Regions from separate parts of the Sus scrofa genome. Here region 2 is linked to region 1. Evidence: chromatin contacts called from public Hi-C data. All regions are on one chromosome and are shown on one strand. The core of a region is the stretch at or near the end of the contact, and the rest is flanking DNA. Distances in the headings are between cores, read along the strand shown.

The links. Hi-C and Micro-C count contacts between places; a contact is called where the count stands out from the background.
Region 2: a contact with region 1 is called in a Hi-C map of retroperitoneal adipose tissue, with 1.9 times the contacts expected there. The contact joins the promoter of CITED2 here to the enhancer-like site in region 1. A contact is called at or near these places in 10 of 47 Hi-C or Micro-C datasets (alveolar macrophages, embryonic fibroblasts, epiblast stem cells and 7 more) and 1 of 2 datasets of contacts at active chromatin or transcription factors (skeletal muscle).

What each region holds. Positions count from the first base shown.
Region 1 is chr1:24,050,583-24,057,153 of Sscrofa11.1, reverse strand. No RefSeq gene overlaps it. Among named protein-coding and RNA genes, the nearest start is that of TRNAE-UUC, 680 kb to the right of the region's middle. Within about 2 kb of position 4,068, at least 3 of the 83 cell types and tissues checked have an H3K27ac peak or open chromatin away from gene starts, as enhancers often do. A contact at or near this core is called in retroperitoneal adipose tissue, where this site is marked.
Region 2 is chr1:25,152,086-25,158,656 of Sscrofa11.1, reverse strand. It overlaps CITED2 (cbp/p300-interacting transactivator 2), which reads right to left and starts at 3,005. Exons shown (of 2, transcript XM_001925774.5): 1 at 2,749-3,005; 2 at 140-2,286. The coding sequence starts at 2,278. The coding sequence ends at 1,457.

The sequences.
Region 1 (6,571 bases), core at 2,819-5,318:
AACTATCAGAGAATTATTTTGAAGATCCAATGAATTCAATTGGATTCAATAAAATATAAATAAACTTTGCCATGTGAAATCCTTTATCATATATTACCATAATTGTATAAAAGGTAAATCTAACATCACATCTGCTAGTGAAATGATTATGATATTAAAAGCTACAGTACAGGTCTATTGAGTTCTTCAGAGTTCAAAGCCCATGTGCTATTTGATGACTTAATTTCCCTCACTACTCGTCCTATGTAAATTACTATAAAAGCTTTATTTACACAGCTTGCAATGAGGTAATTTGTCCTTTACTTGATGCCAAAGCAAATGTAAACTCTAGAACTGCAGTAAAGCAGCAGAACATGGTCATAGGTTGACAATGCACACAATCTGTGATATGCTTATATATATTTTAAGACTACCAAAATAAGTTCGGATAATTCAATAATATTCATAAAACTAACAAGTAAATCTTTAGGAACAATAAGTGTAGTGATTCTTTCTTTCATACCCACCACTTGGCAATTTCTAATTTTCCTAGTCCTATTAAGGTAAAAAAATATATATATATATACATACATAAATGCTAAGTCATTTAAGATTCTCCATATTCAAATGTCATTTATAACTCAAGTTAGAGCCAAACTTAAATAAGAGCTTTACTGTTTTACACAGGAAATATCTACTTAGGTCATTTCCCAATGGTCACACAATCCAAAGTAAATGAATATATCTTACATATTTGAAGAAAAGATTGGTTTGGGGGAAAAAAATGAAGCATAAGTCTTGTAGAATATTTGGAATTATTTGTTAGTAACAAAAAATTCATCCATCCAGAAAGGTTTCTAGAATATCTATCATGTGGCTTGCACTGGGACAATTTTGTTACTAGGTAGCTTTATCTATTTTGATTTCAATTCTCTGGAAATGTCAACATAAGAAGTAAGCAGGTAGGGCTCTACATTCTATAATTATATTTATGCTATATTTTTGAGGCAGGAGATAGATGGGTCTCTGGCTGAGCAACTAGAATCTGTCCACTGTGGACAGATACTTCAAGATAAAGATTATGGCAGGAGAAAGGAGGAGCTGAGTCCTACTTGGATAAAAGACAAAGAGGCCGGATATTTCTCATTCTTGAGGTCAAAGAAACCTCCTGAACTACACATGCACAGAAAGGTTCCTGGGGATCAGAGAAGGGAAGGGCACCAGACCATACTACTTCTTGTCAACTTCCCAGAAACCCTTGCACTAGAATCTATCTTGTCTAAGAGATGCACACACAGAGTGGAGGGGCCCTGAGCCAGGCCAAATATGGACTTGAGATGAGACAAAGAAAGATAATAGGCCAGAGGAAGCCCAGAAAGACTGCCTTCATACAAGGGATTTAAACTACTTCCAAAGCACATGTTACTCCCTTGCTCTCTTTCTATCTGTCCATCTCTCTCTCTGCACTGCCCCTGACCTCGAGTCCACCTGTGCTTTCTCCACACCTATCTTGTCTTTATTCTCTCAATACACACATTTTTGCCTCCCTACTCTTGTCTCTTTGCTGAATTTTTCTCTAAAGGGACAGGATTGGGGATCTATATCAAGTCTACTGGCCCTTGTGGTCTAGTGGTTAAGGTTCAGCACTCTCACTCCACAACCACATATATATATATATGTTAAAAAGTCTTTAAATATATATTTTATAAAATAGCTAATTTCAATAAATTAAAAAACAAATATAGGATATTTGCTCTATAAATATTCAATACATGATTTGTTAATAATGATGTATGAATGAAACTACATAGGTTTTCCAATCAAAATTAATTCAGAGAAGGATGTCCTAGTCTACTTTATCTAGTATTAATTTAATCCCATTGGAACTTAGACCCCTTATTGACTAAATAAATTGTCCCTTTACAGTAGTACTGTAGATTATAGGACAGATTATTTGGATAAAAATACAAATACTAACATTTCTTACAAAGTGTTTTATAAACATATATCATATACCATAATGTATGCAACCAACCCACGTTATATCAAACTTAATCAACAAATTAGAGATCTTATTATCATGTACCACCTGTGTTTACAAAGTAATTCATTTCCGCTCAAACTCTGTCATGATATAGGAGTCTGTGATTCTAAGATTATTGTCAAAAGTGAAGTTTGGTATTATAGTACATCCTATGTATTTTTAGACAAAAATTAGATTAATGTATTATCAAAAATGATAGAAATGCTCAAGTTCTGAGGCTACTTATGAATACTTATGTGAAATAAGGCATGGAGGAACTCAAATGGAGGAATGGAGGAATTATTCCAGAATTCAAAGCAAGGTAAAAGAACAGAAATGTAAAGTTAAAGGGATAGTAAATTCTTATTACTATTTTTCATATCAGATAATTCCTACAAGCAACACCTTTTAAAAGTAGCATTGGACGAGCATGGTCACAATTCATTTAATTCTCTACAAAATATGTCTTAATTCAGGCTCTTGGAGGGTTTTTGTTTCCAGTAAATGAATTTATGATTTAATCATTTGGAAAAGAAAAACAATATTCACAGTGTTTTCAGTTTAACCCCCCAGTTAAATAACAAAACCCATTAAAAATAAAATTTTAGTAGGATTTGTCAATAGCTAATTAAAACATGAAAGCACAATATTGATTCAATTTTTAAACATAATCAACTTTTAGATGATAAGAAAAATTTAGTCTTGGAATTTTAAAAAAGGGCTACTTATGTGGCCTACTTTAGTTTAGCTATTTTTTTCTTTCTTTTTTGTCCTAATTAAAAGGTATAAGAAAATTCATGGTTGGTTATTTATAAACTTTGTTGCTGACAAATGGCTGACCTTAAGGTGTAGATTAAGTTCTTTGCCAAATGGCTTCTTAAAAGCAAAATTATTCTTTAAAAATTCTTTGGAAAGTCTATCAGTGGCAAGAGAGGTGAGAGAAACATAGATCTGAGTAATAAATCAATTGGTTGCACTAAAGGTTTCAATCTCCAGATCAGTTTCATCGTTGATGCTTCTTCAGGACCACCACTTTGCTTTACACTTTGCTGCTCCCTGTCCAGCCTTTTAAGATTTAGAGCATTATCTCAAAATTTGTTTTTCATACTTCTTTAGTTATACGGACTTTGCTGACTTAAGGAAACTATAAGTAAACTTTATGGCATATGCAAATTTATAGGCACAAATAATATCAGAGATGAAAGACATTTTCACAGATTATATGAAATTTAATATATTTATATTAATTTTAAATTAGCAGATAATAAATTCAACCCATTGATATGAGTGAGATCTATTCCCTCTTGACTGCTCTAAAGAAACATTACTTCAAGTAAAAATCTTGATTTAAAGACATTTTTCAATTGCATATGGACATAGTCAATGTATTCTGCTCCCTCCTTAATACCCATGCTCTAGGACATAATGTACAGAGATAAACATATAATGATAGTTATAAAAAGGAAAGGGGTTGGAAATTCCCAAATTAATTTGATTAAGTAGTGAAATAAAACTTTATTACTCATGCTAATATCTGCTTCATCTTAGGTTGAGTGAGTTATTTCATTTGTCAATGGCAAAATTAAACAGATAATGTCTTGGCAAGATTAAACAGATAATCATAACCTCTACTCTTGATTTTTCATACTGCAAAAACAACAGTCCAAAGAAAATGAATCAATACAATAAACTTTGAAATAAACTTTGTTGTTATGAAGTTGTTGGGAGAGGTCATCAAGAAGATATGATCCCTGGTTTGACTCTCAAGGTGGACTCAGGTAACTGAAGGCTCCTCACCTTCATTCCTGTCTTTGGAATGTTTTTTTACTTACCTTCCCCACACCCAGGCTGCTCCATGGATACGGCCTTGAGACAATCATGTACTGTTGAGAGCATCTGGATGATGTACTTGACTGAGCCCAGTTAAGGCATCTATATAAACTTCAAGATTTTGACAGGCAGGTGTGGAAATCTACTCTCTTCCAGCCACCCAAAACAAACCTCCTAAATAAGTCCTTTTGATTATTAAACCTGTCATCTACCAACCTAGAGTGGGCTCCCTCTGTCTATGGTCTCTCCTTGTCCTCTAAGTATAGGGAACTGGTTTCAAAATACACCTGGAAATCTTCCCAGGAGGTTGAGACCCAAAAGTATTCACAGCATTCTGGGCATAAATACATTGCTGATAAATGTGTTATAAGAATTTTTATTTGCTTACCCAGTTCAAGAGCAACAATCTCTGTCCTTAGGAGTCAATCATACTATTAATAATTAAACAGACTTATATAAGCTATTAAAACTGCAGATACTGTAGTTGATCATGTCCTCCTTTTACAGAACAAGTTCACTTCATGACAAGCCAAAATATTGAAGCAAGCTAATTGTCTTTTTTTTTTTGCTATGATGAATTTTGCATATATAATACCCAAATCACCTTATTTTTATACACATCACTGCTTTCAAGAGATCAAAGGATTTTTTAAAATATAATTTTAGCAATGCTTGCAACACCCACTCAATTTGGTAGTAACTAATCATATGCTACTTTTCAGGATAGAAAATTCCAGTTGTAGAGCTAAAATAGAGTATCTTTCAGTGTTCTCACTAAAAAACATAAGTTTAACTGCCTCATATTTCTTTTCATTAACTCTTTAGCACTCTGCATTACCTTACCTAAATGAGGCCTGGGTTATTTTTTAAGAAAAATAAAATAATATAAATGCAACACGCCTTATGGTTATCAAAATCAGTCACTCTAAGTACCTTTGTGAATCCAGTATGAAGATGAGTGCCAGCTGCTGCCGTCTCTAGCACCAAGTCTTGGGACACTGGCATCCTCTCTAGTTAAGTGATGCTGAAAGGAGATCAGCTGGTGAGGGAGCAGACCACTCTTTATCTCTGTTAAAAAAATAAACAAAGAAAGAAAATAAAAATTGAGTTTCTATTTTAAAATACTTTCCCTGTTCTTTTTTAAAATGATGACTCTCTCTGCTCCTACCACTGAAATTAAGTCTCAAAGCGTTTTGCTTTGGGGAGCAGTTGTACAAAAATCACCGGTAACACACAATGCTGTCATCAGCTCTATAAAAAACACTAGCAAAACACATTGTACAACTAACAAAAATGAGGAACATGTCACTTCTCAAATTTGAGGTCAAAGATTGACTCTTTCATGAATTGGATAATTTCAACTTGAAAAGTTAGATCAACATTCAAATTTGTTTCACATTGCTCATAAGTATTTAATAACATATAGCTTTGTCATTTGTGCAACTATGGTCATGTGTCTTAAGTGTCAGTTTTACAATCTGTAAAATGGGGACTCAAAATAGTTCTTCATCATGAAGAAGTTATAAGAATCAAATATAGCTATACAAGAAAATGTTAACCAAGTGGCTAGCACCTACTCAATGCTAGGTAATTTATAAGTTATTACTGGCAGTGTAATAACTTATATATTCTGGTATAGTCTATTTCACAATTTAGAAATTGAGCCATCTCAATCATCATTTACTATATAGAATTCTTAAATGAATTTTATCATAGTGAGATGTGTCTGAAAATACTGTGCAAATACATTTCAAAATCATAGAAGGAGCTACTGTTAAAGTAAGATTTAATTTCTATTTAATACAAGTTAAAAAATAAATGTCACTACCCATTTGCTGTGGTGGCCTACAAGGGCATGAGCGAGATAAAGAGAGAGAACGCAAGCAAGCCAAAAAGGTGTGCAGGAACCTGCTAACATGTTTGCTGCAGTAAGTTGGCCACTTGGAAGCTTGAGCCCCAACATTTAATTTTACAAAGGGTTTTTAGAATGTTCACAACAAATAGATTTCCTAAGCATTTTTACTTTCAGTACAATCCACTTAGCAAAAGCCTGGAAAGAAAAGAGAAGTAGTTTTTTATTAGTACTAAAAATAGCAACTAATAAAATATTAACAAGAACAAATCTATACTAAACACAAACAGGAATCTTTCAGTAACACAGTTCATGAAAAGGAAAATCAAGCGGAAAAAGAAAATTCAGGAAAATCAATGATTACTCCTGAGATCTTTTATATCAATATTTGTAATTTGATGGAAAGTTTCTTTTTCTAAACTAACTTCATGACATATTGCATTCATGTAGTTTAAAATAAAATGAGAGTCAAATATCTTATGAAGTAGTCATTGTCCTTACTTTTAAGATAATTAAATATTGAGATTTGAGTAGTATTAAAATTTCTATTTACTAAGGTAGATGATGTGTAAAGTAAAAGCTAGTCTCTCTTTTGTGCTTATTATGAACTAGGCCTTTTATCTGCATTATCTTCAATGTCTCATTAATCAGTTATTTTAACTATATTTTAGAGCTGAGGAATATGAACCTTAGAAAGACAATAAAGTTTGCCTCAGAATATAACACATAAAATAAATAAGATTAGAATGTAATATTTGCAACTCTAAAATATTGCTGTTTTACTTAAGAAATATAGGTTATCTTATTTGCTTTTGTTCATTGATCAACATAAAAACAGATTATGAATATTTACAAATCTCCACAAATCTTTAGGGTGATATTGAATT
Region 2 (6,571 bases), core at 1,756-4,255, 1.1 Mb before region 1:
TAGAAAGCCTCAAGGTGGAATTCCACCCTCTCTTCCTCTTAGAACTGTAAACCAGTCAGAAGCTTTCGCAGAGATTAAGCTAGAAATTGTGTGCCTCTCCTTAGTACTTTTGCTGAGAAATAAAATTCATCACTAGAGATAAAGGCAGATTTGTATTTAATACATCCTCATCACTCTCCCAGTATTTTATTCCAGTCTACCTCCAGTTAAGTAGTTGAATCAGGTATAACCAGAAATACTTGTCTTTCCCCCCTCCCTCTCTGTGAAAAAATATTTATAACATTTAGTATTACAAACCTGCCTAACTCTGGAGTACACTTATGATGACAATTCAGGGGAAGAAAAAAAGCTCTAACAACTTTGCAGCTTTTGATTAAACCACACCAAGAGGCATGTTACAGTGATAACAATGAAGCATTATGCCAATTATGTTAAATCCTGCTCTCCGCTTTAAGCTCATCATGACCTGTTTTAGTGTCCTGTAATTTATCCTTTGGAATGCTTACTCTCATCAATAAAGTGTTCAACTTAAAGAGAAAAAAAGAAAGCCACCAAAGGGAATAACCACCCCCAAATGACTTCTAGAAAACAAGTATTTCTTAACTTTTTATTGACATTGGCAAATTAAAATAGAATAAATTAACAAGTATTTTTTCAAAAAAATGTTTTGTACAAAAATACTGTCAAAATTTCCTAAAAAGCTTTCAACACAGTAGTATCTTTTCATGTACTGAATATAACTATTAGCACAGTGTCAAAAATGTTGAAGACAGAAACAAAATAAAAATTTGTGAAATGTTTGCCACTGACGACATTCCACACCCTATTATTGTCTGTACATATGGGGGAGGGGGACAGCCACCTTGAAAGTGAACAGTATGACTTTTCCTGATTCAGAACGGTTTGGCCCACATCTGTTTAATCTTCCAGTTTAGCATATTTTAAAAAATTCGTCTGTACTCAAATGCATAGTTAAAAAAATGAAGTGAGATGGCAGAGTTTGTGCAGTAATATCTGCCCTTCAAAGTTCATGCAACCAACTAATGCAATTTTTCCTTTCCCTCATAAATCTGAATACAGTTCAGTCATTTGAAACCATCTACAAAATCCACAAGATTAAGCAGTTTGCCAAGATTAATATCTAACAGTTCAGCACTGGAGAAAGTGAGGAAATAAGGAGTAAAAACAAACAACAAAAAAGACCAAGTTAGCTAGATATTTCAACTACATAAGGGAGGTGAGTGTCAAGGCTACAAAAACGAAACGAAAACAGAAAAAAAAAAAAAGTGGCAGCAATTTTTAAAACCAATTTGTACAAGTTTATAGTTTACTTTGTTTCCAAGTTCTCAAACCTTTCACGATCTGAAAAGTGAGATACTGTGTCTAAGGGAATGTTTTTTAATTCACGCCGAAGAAGTTGGGGGATTTGATTTCTTTCTCCGAGATTTTGATCGAGTCAACAGCTTACTCTACTGGGCTGCTGTTTGCACACGAAGTCCGTCATAAAATCAAACTCGTTTTGCCCCAGCCAGAGTTCAGGCAGCTCCTTGATGCGGTCCAAACCCATTTCTATCACTAAGGACATAAGCACTTCCTCGTCGATGAAATCAGTGTCTATGACATTGGGCGGCAGCATTGCAGCAGGGACGTGGGCCACAGAGGCGGGCATGTTGCTGCTGCTGCCGCTGCCGCTGCCGCCGCCGCTATTGCTGCTGCCCGCGCCGCCGCCAGAAGTGCCCGCGGAGCCGCCGGGGGTGCTGCTGCCGCCGGAGCCGCCGGGGGTGCTGCTGCCGCTGCTGTGCTTGGGGTTGCAATCTCGGAAGTGCTGGTTTGTCCCGTTCATCTGGTGGCCTGCAGCAGGGTGCAAATCCGGCATGTAGTGGTTGTGGGGGTAGGGGTGATGGTTGAAATACTGGTTGTTGAGCTTCTGCAGCTGCATGCTGGCCGGCAGGGAGCCTCCCTGACTGGCCACGGGGGGGGCCATGAACTGGGAGTTGTTAAACCTGGCCGCGGGGGCCAGCGCGCTCGGGGGGTGCCCTCCGTTCACAGTCCCCGGCCCCATCGCGTGCCTGATGCCGCTTGTGGCATTCATGTTGCCCGCGCCGTAGTGTATGTGCTCGCCCATTAGGGCGTTAAAGGTGTGTTGGGGCTGCTGCTGCTGGTGGTGATGGGGGCTTGGGAACTGCCCCATACCCATGCGGTGGGCAGGGTGGTGGTGCAGCCCATTGGTGCCGTCGGGGAAGCGCCCGTGGTTCATGGCCATCATATGGTCTGCCATTTCCAGTCCTGAAAGTGAAAAAAGCAGACGCTAAGACCGTAGCCACACGTGTCGCCCACCACAGCGCAGCCCACCTTTTCTCGCCTTTGCCCCCCTCCCAAGACTCCCTAGACACACTTCGGTTGCGATCATCCCGAGGATCCCACCAGGAGCCTGTGCACCCGGGTTCACCACCAAGACAGACCTGCCATCTACAACAGAGCCGCGCGCTGCACAAACATCCCTTTCCCCTGCGATCGGGCGGGGGGACCCAAGCCCACACCCCCCTTTGCTCCCCGATGTCGCCTAATAAAGGAAGTGCCCCGTAGCCCTGCCGCGAACTTCAGGCATTAAATCAGCCCTCCTCATCCTGTTGTTGCACATCCTGTTGTTATTCCCCAGCTCCGCCTCACGCTCTTCCTCCGGGCAAACCCAGCCCTCGTCGGACTGGGTTGGCAGAAGCCCCAGCCAGCTTCTCTCGCCGCGCTTACCTTCCGTCCTTGCGATTTCTGCTCTGAAGACCGAGGGCGGGATCGTTGGGTCCAGGACCGGCTCAGCAGCACATAGAGGTGGCCTTTCCGGTGTGCAAGGCGCTCGCTGTCTCGAAGTCTGCGCCGAGGTCTTGCAGCGGCTGCTGGGGCAGGACCGGAGCCGTTCCCTTTTATTTCCCCTCTGCTGCCTCACAGCTCGCTAGATCGCTAGACCGCCCGGCAGCTGCCAACAATGAGCTGTGTTTCTTAGGGCTTTGGCCACAGTCAATATAAGGGATTTCAGAAAGGGCGGAGCGAGAGCCTCCCGGGGGGGCGGAGGGAAAATGCGGATTCCGGCACTTTGAGCACCCCGGACTGGGTCTGGCAACCGAGTTCCCCCTCGGCCGGAGGCACGTGCGCAGAGGCTGCGGTCCCAGGCACCGCCCCGCGGCCCCCGGATCCTGGTTTCCTCCACAAACACTGAGCCAGCACGGCGGCCCCCGGCACAGAGAAAAAAATCTTCCCTTGACTCTCAGCCTAGAGGTAGCGCCTGTCCGGAAAGAAGCGAGGAAAACTCATCGCCCCCCTCTGGCCGGATTCCCCAACCCCCAGCTCACCTACCGATCTGAGCTGCTTTTTACTGGAAAAGGGGATTCAATGCAGCGCCCACGCCGTCCATAGTGCCTTTTTGCCTCCCTGAGCTTACCAAAGCTTACCCAGGCTGCAAAGAATGGTTGTGTTTACCCCAGTGCGTTTTTAAGCCCTAGGCAAAGAATGTCCCCTCCCCTGTGCACGCTTTCCTGGGTTTTGCCTTTGTGTTTCTATTTGGGCATTAGGTGACCTGATCTAGATATTCTGCGTGTAGGTGAATCTCCCCCCCCCCCCCCCCCCCGCTCCCCCGCCTCAAGGACAGAGGCTGGGGGCGGGGACCGGCAGCCCGCTGCAGCTGCAGGTGGACTGAGCGCGCTAGCGCTCGGCTGCCTCCGCTCCAGCGGCCGGGAATCCTGTCCGCGTTTTGGGGCCCACTCGCCGCTCCCGGGTACGTGTGCTTCTGCTAAGTTTGCGTTTGCAGCTCTTGGTAGCTTTGGCATCCGAGCTGAGGCGTCTCTCCTCTGTAAACAAACTCAGCGATCCTCGTCCCTAGATCCACCTTTTTGCACATACAGTTTCTTGCTTCTGCTGTTGCCCTTGATCCGGGAGATGGGGGTGTGTGCAAACTTGCACAGCCTCCCTCTGGGTTCTGCCAGACGGTTTGGGGTTGCTTTAGAAGTGAACGGGTTTGTAATTAAGAAATTCGAGGGCTGAGTAAGGCTGCTGTTGCTGGAAAAGGAAAACAGATAGATAACATGGTAATCGCTTTGTAAATAAAGTCGTTCTGGAGGTGGGCACGTAGCTGCACGTCCCGTATGGCACCGCGAGCATACACACTGCTGGGACTATTCCTTTCCAGTGAAATTTCTCAGTGGGGCAATAGGTGATAATAATAACCTTGCTTCCCAGAACGCGGCACAACTAGCCTGGTCGTCCATTTGGCTCATTGACTTGCAAATAAAAGCCCTAACACCGGTCTGGGCCACTACCCAGTCAGAGCTCTCTTGCTTTCTCAAATGGGGAAGCCGAGTTGTTTCCCCAACACCACGATGAGGCTGCTCCGAGCTTTTATATTGCTCTTTATGTGGTAAAAGCGAGTTTAGCGCTCCGAATAAGGACTTCTGTTCAGAGTTGTTTCTTCATAACTCGATAGCCATTGAAGACTTCCTGCTGTGAAGAGCAAGTCCCCCCCCCACTACCACCCTTTTTTCCCCTCCCTTCTTGCTCACAGGACTTTTTAAGGCCCTATTTCTAGAGGACTGGAAATTCTGATATATTTCCCCTTTCAAGAATTTGCAAAAGAGAGAAAAACCTGATTATTTGAATCTATTAGCCCTCTGTCTTTCTCTAGTTATGTAAGTATGTAATATTTAATATATGTATTTAAACATTGTTATTGCCTTTCTCTCTTCTTCTTTCCTTTTCCAAACTCTCCAGGATTTATAACCATGAGTGCAATAATTTTTAAACCTCAAAAATATTTACATTTTAGAGACTCAGGCACAGAATACACTGCAGTTTTGGTTGCAACAATCCCATAATTTGTCTACTGGTCAGTTTTACCTGTAGGTCATGGTTTTGCAGTTACAGAATCAGAGGCTTGGAAGAGACCTGACACTTCCTGTCAAAAAAGAGACTTGAAAATGTTGGTCAATCCCAGACTCAAAAATTGCCAGATAGATTGTTTTCTTCTCTTCCTTGTACTGCAGTGTCTTGCAAAACAAGGACCAGCTCTTGAATGGCTGATCTAAATTCCTGTTGCAACCATTAAGGAAAGGTGCAGCTCCATCCTGCTCCAATGGATGCCATTTCTATTGGGAAATCCCTTGAAAGGTCAACTCCTCATTCCCCACCCGTTAGAGGGGAAAAAAAAATCATTCTGGGACTAGCTGGTTAGAACATGGTATGTATGCTTTGTTCATTTATTCATACAGTGAATATTTACCAAGTGCCAGGCACTTTTGCTAGCTCCTGGAGAGAACTGAGAGAACAACTCATGGTCAGAAAGTGGAGATGGACAAACAAGCCTTGGACACACTCTGATAAGTGCCACAGCAGCATTAAACACAACGACTTCTGGGAGTACACTGAAAGGACACCTAACCTAGTCTTCTGGCCTTGAGAAGGGTTCCCAATGTAGGTGGTGATAAGTTGAGCCTTGAGGATGGGTAGAAGTAGGCTGTCCCAGGAGGGGACAGAGGTGAGAGATATAAGTTGTGGAGAGGTAAGCAGACTGGAACCTGTGGTCCCCAGCCTGAGAAATTTGGATTGTATCCTGAAGATAATGAGATGTGAGAGAAGGCTTGTGAACTAGTGAGAGGATCAAACTTTCATTTTAGAGAGATCAGGACAGTATTGTGGAGAATGGATTAAGAAAGTAAGACTGGAAACAGGGAGTCCAGTTAGGGGGCTGTCAGTCAACCAGAGGTATGCAAAGCCCAGTGTAACCAGGGGTTTATCCTGGGAATCCAGGAAAGGCAGTGATCTGTGTGTGGTCCTGTTGGTGCTAGATGGTTGTATTGGTTTCCTAGGGTTGCCATCACAAAGTACCACAAACTTTGTTTATACCACTCAGACTTAAACAACAAAAATTTATTGTCTCACGGTTCTGGAGTCTAGAAGTCCAAGCTCAAGGTGTTGGCAGGGTTTTCTCTGAGGGCTGTGAGGGCAAATCTGTTCCATACGCCTCTTCTAGATTTGTTGGTTTGCCGGCTAGCTTTAGTATTTTGTGGCTTGTATATGCATCACTCTGATCTCTCTGCCTTAATCCTTACATGGCATTTTCACCTGTGTGTATCTCTGTGTCCAAATTTACCTTTTTTTTTTATAGTTATTTCCCCAATACAGTTTATTTTTTCTACTGTACAGCATGGTGACCCAGTTACACATACATATACACATTCTGTTTTCGCACATTATCATGCTCCATCGTAAATGACTAGACATAGTTCCCAGTGCTACACAACACGATCTTATTGCTAATCCATTCCAAAGGCAATAGTTTGTATCTATTAACCCCAAGCTCCCCAACCACCCAACTCCCTCCCCCTACTCTTCAAATTTACCTTTTTTATTTTTAAATTTTTTTTTTCTTTTTTGGCCACACTTGTGGCATACGCAAGTTCCCAGGCCAGGGATCAAATCCAAGTCAAAAGTATTGAATTGTAGCTGTGGCCAACACTGGATCCTTAACCCATGGGATCAAACCCATGCCTTTGCAGCCACCAGAGCCACTGTAGTCAGAGCCTTAACT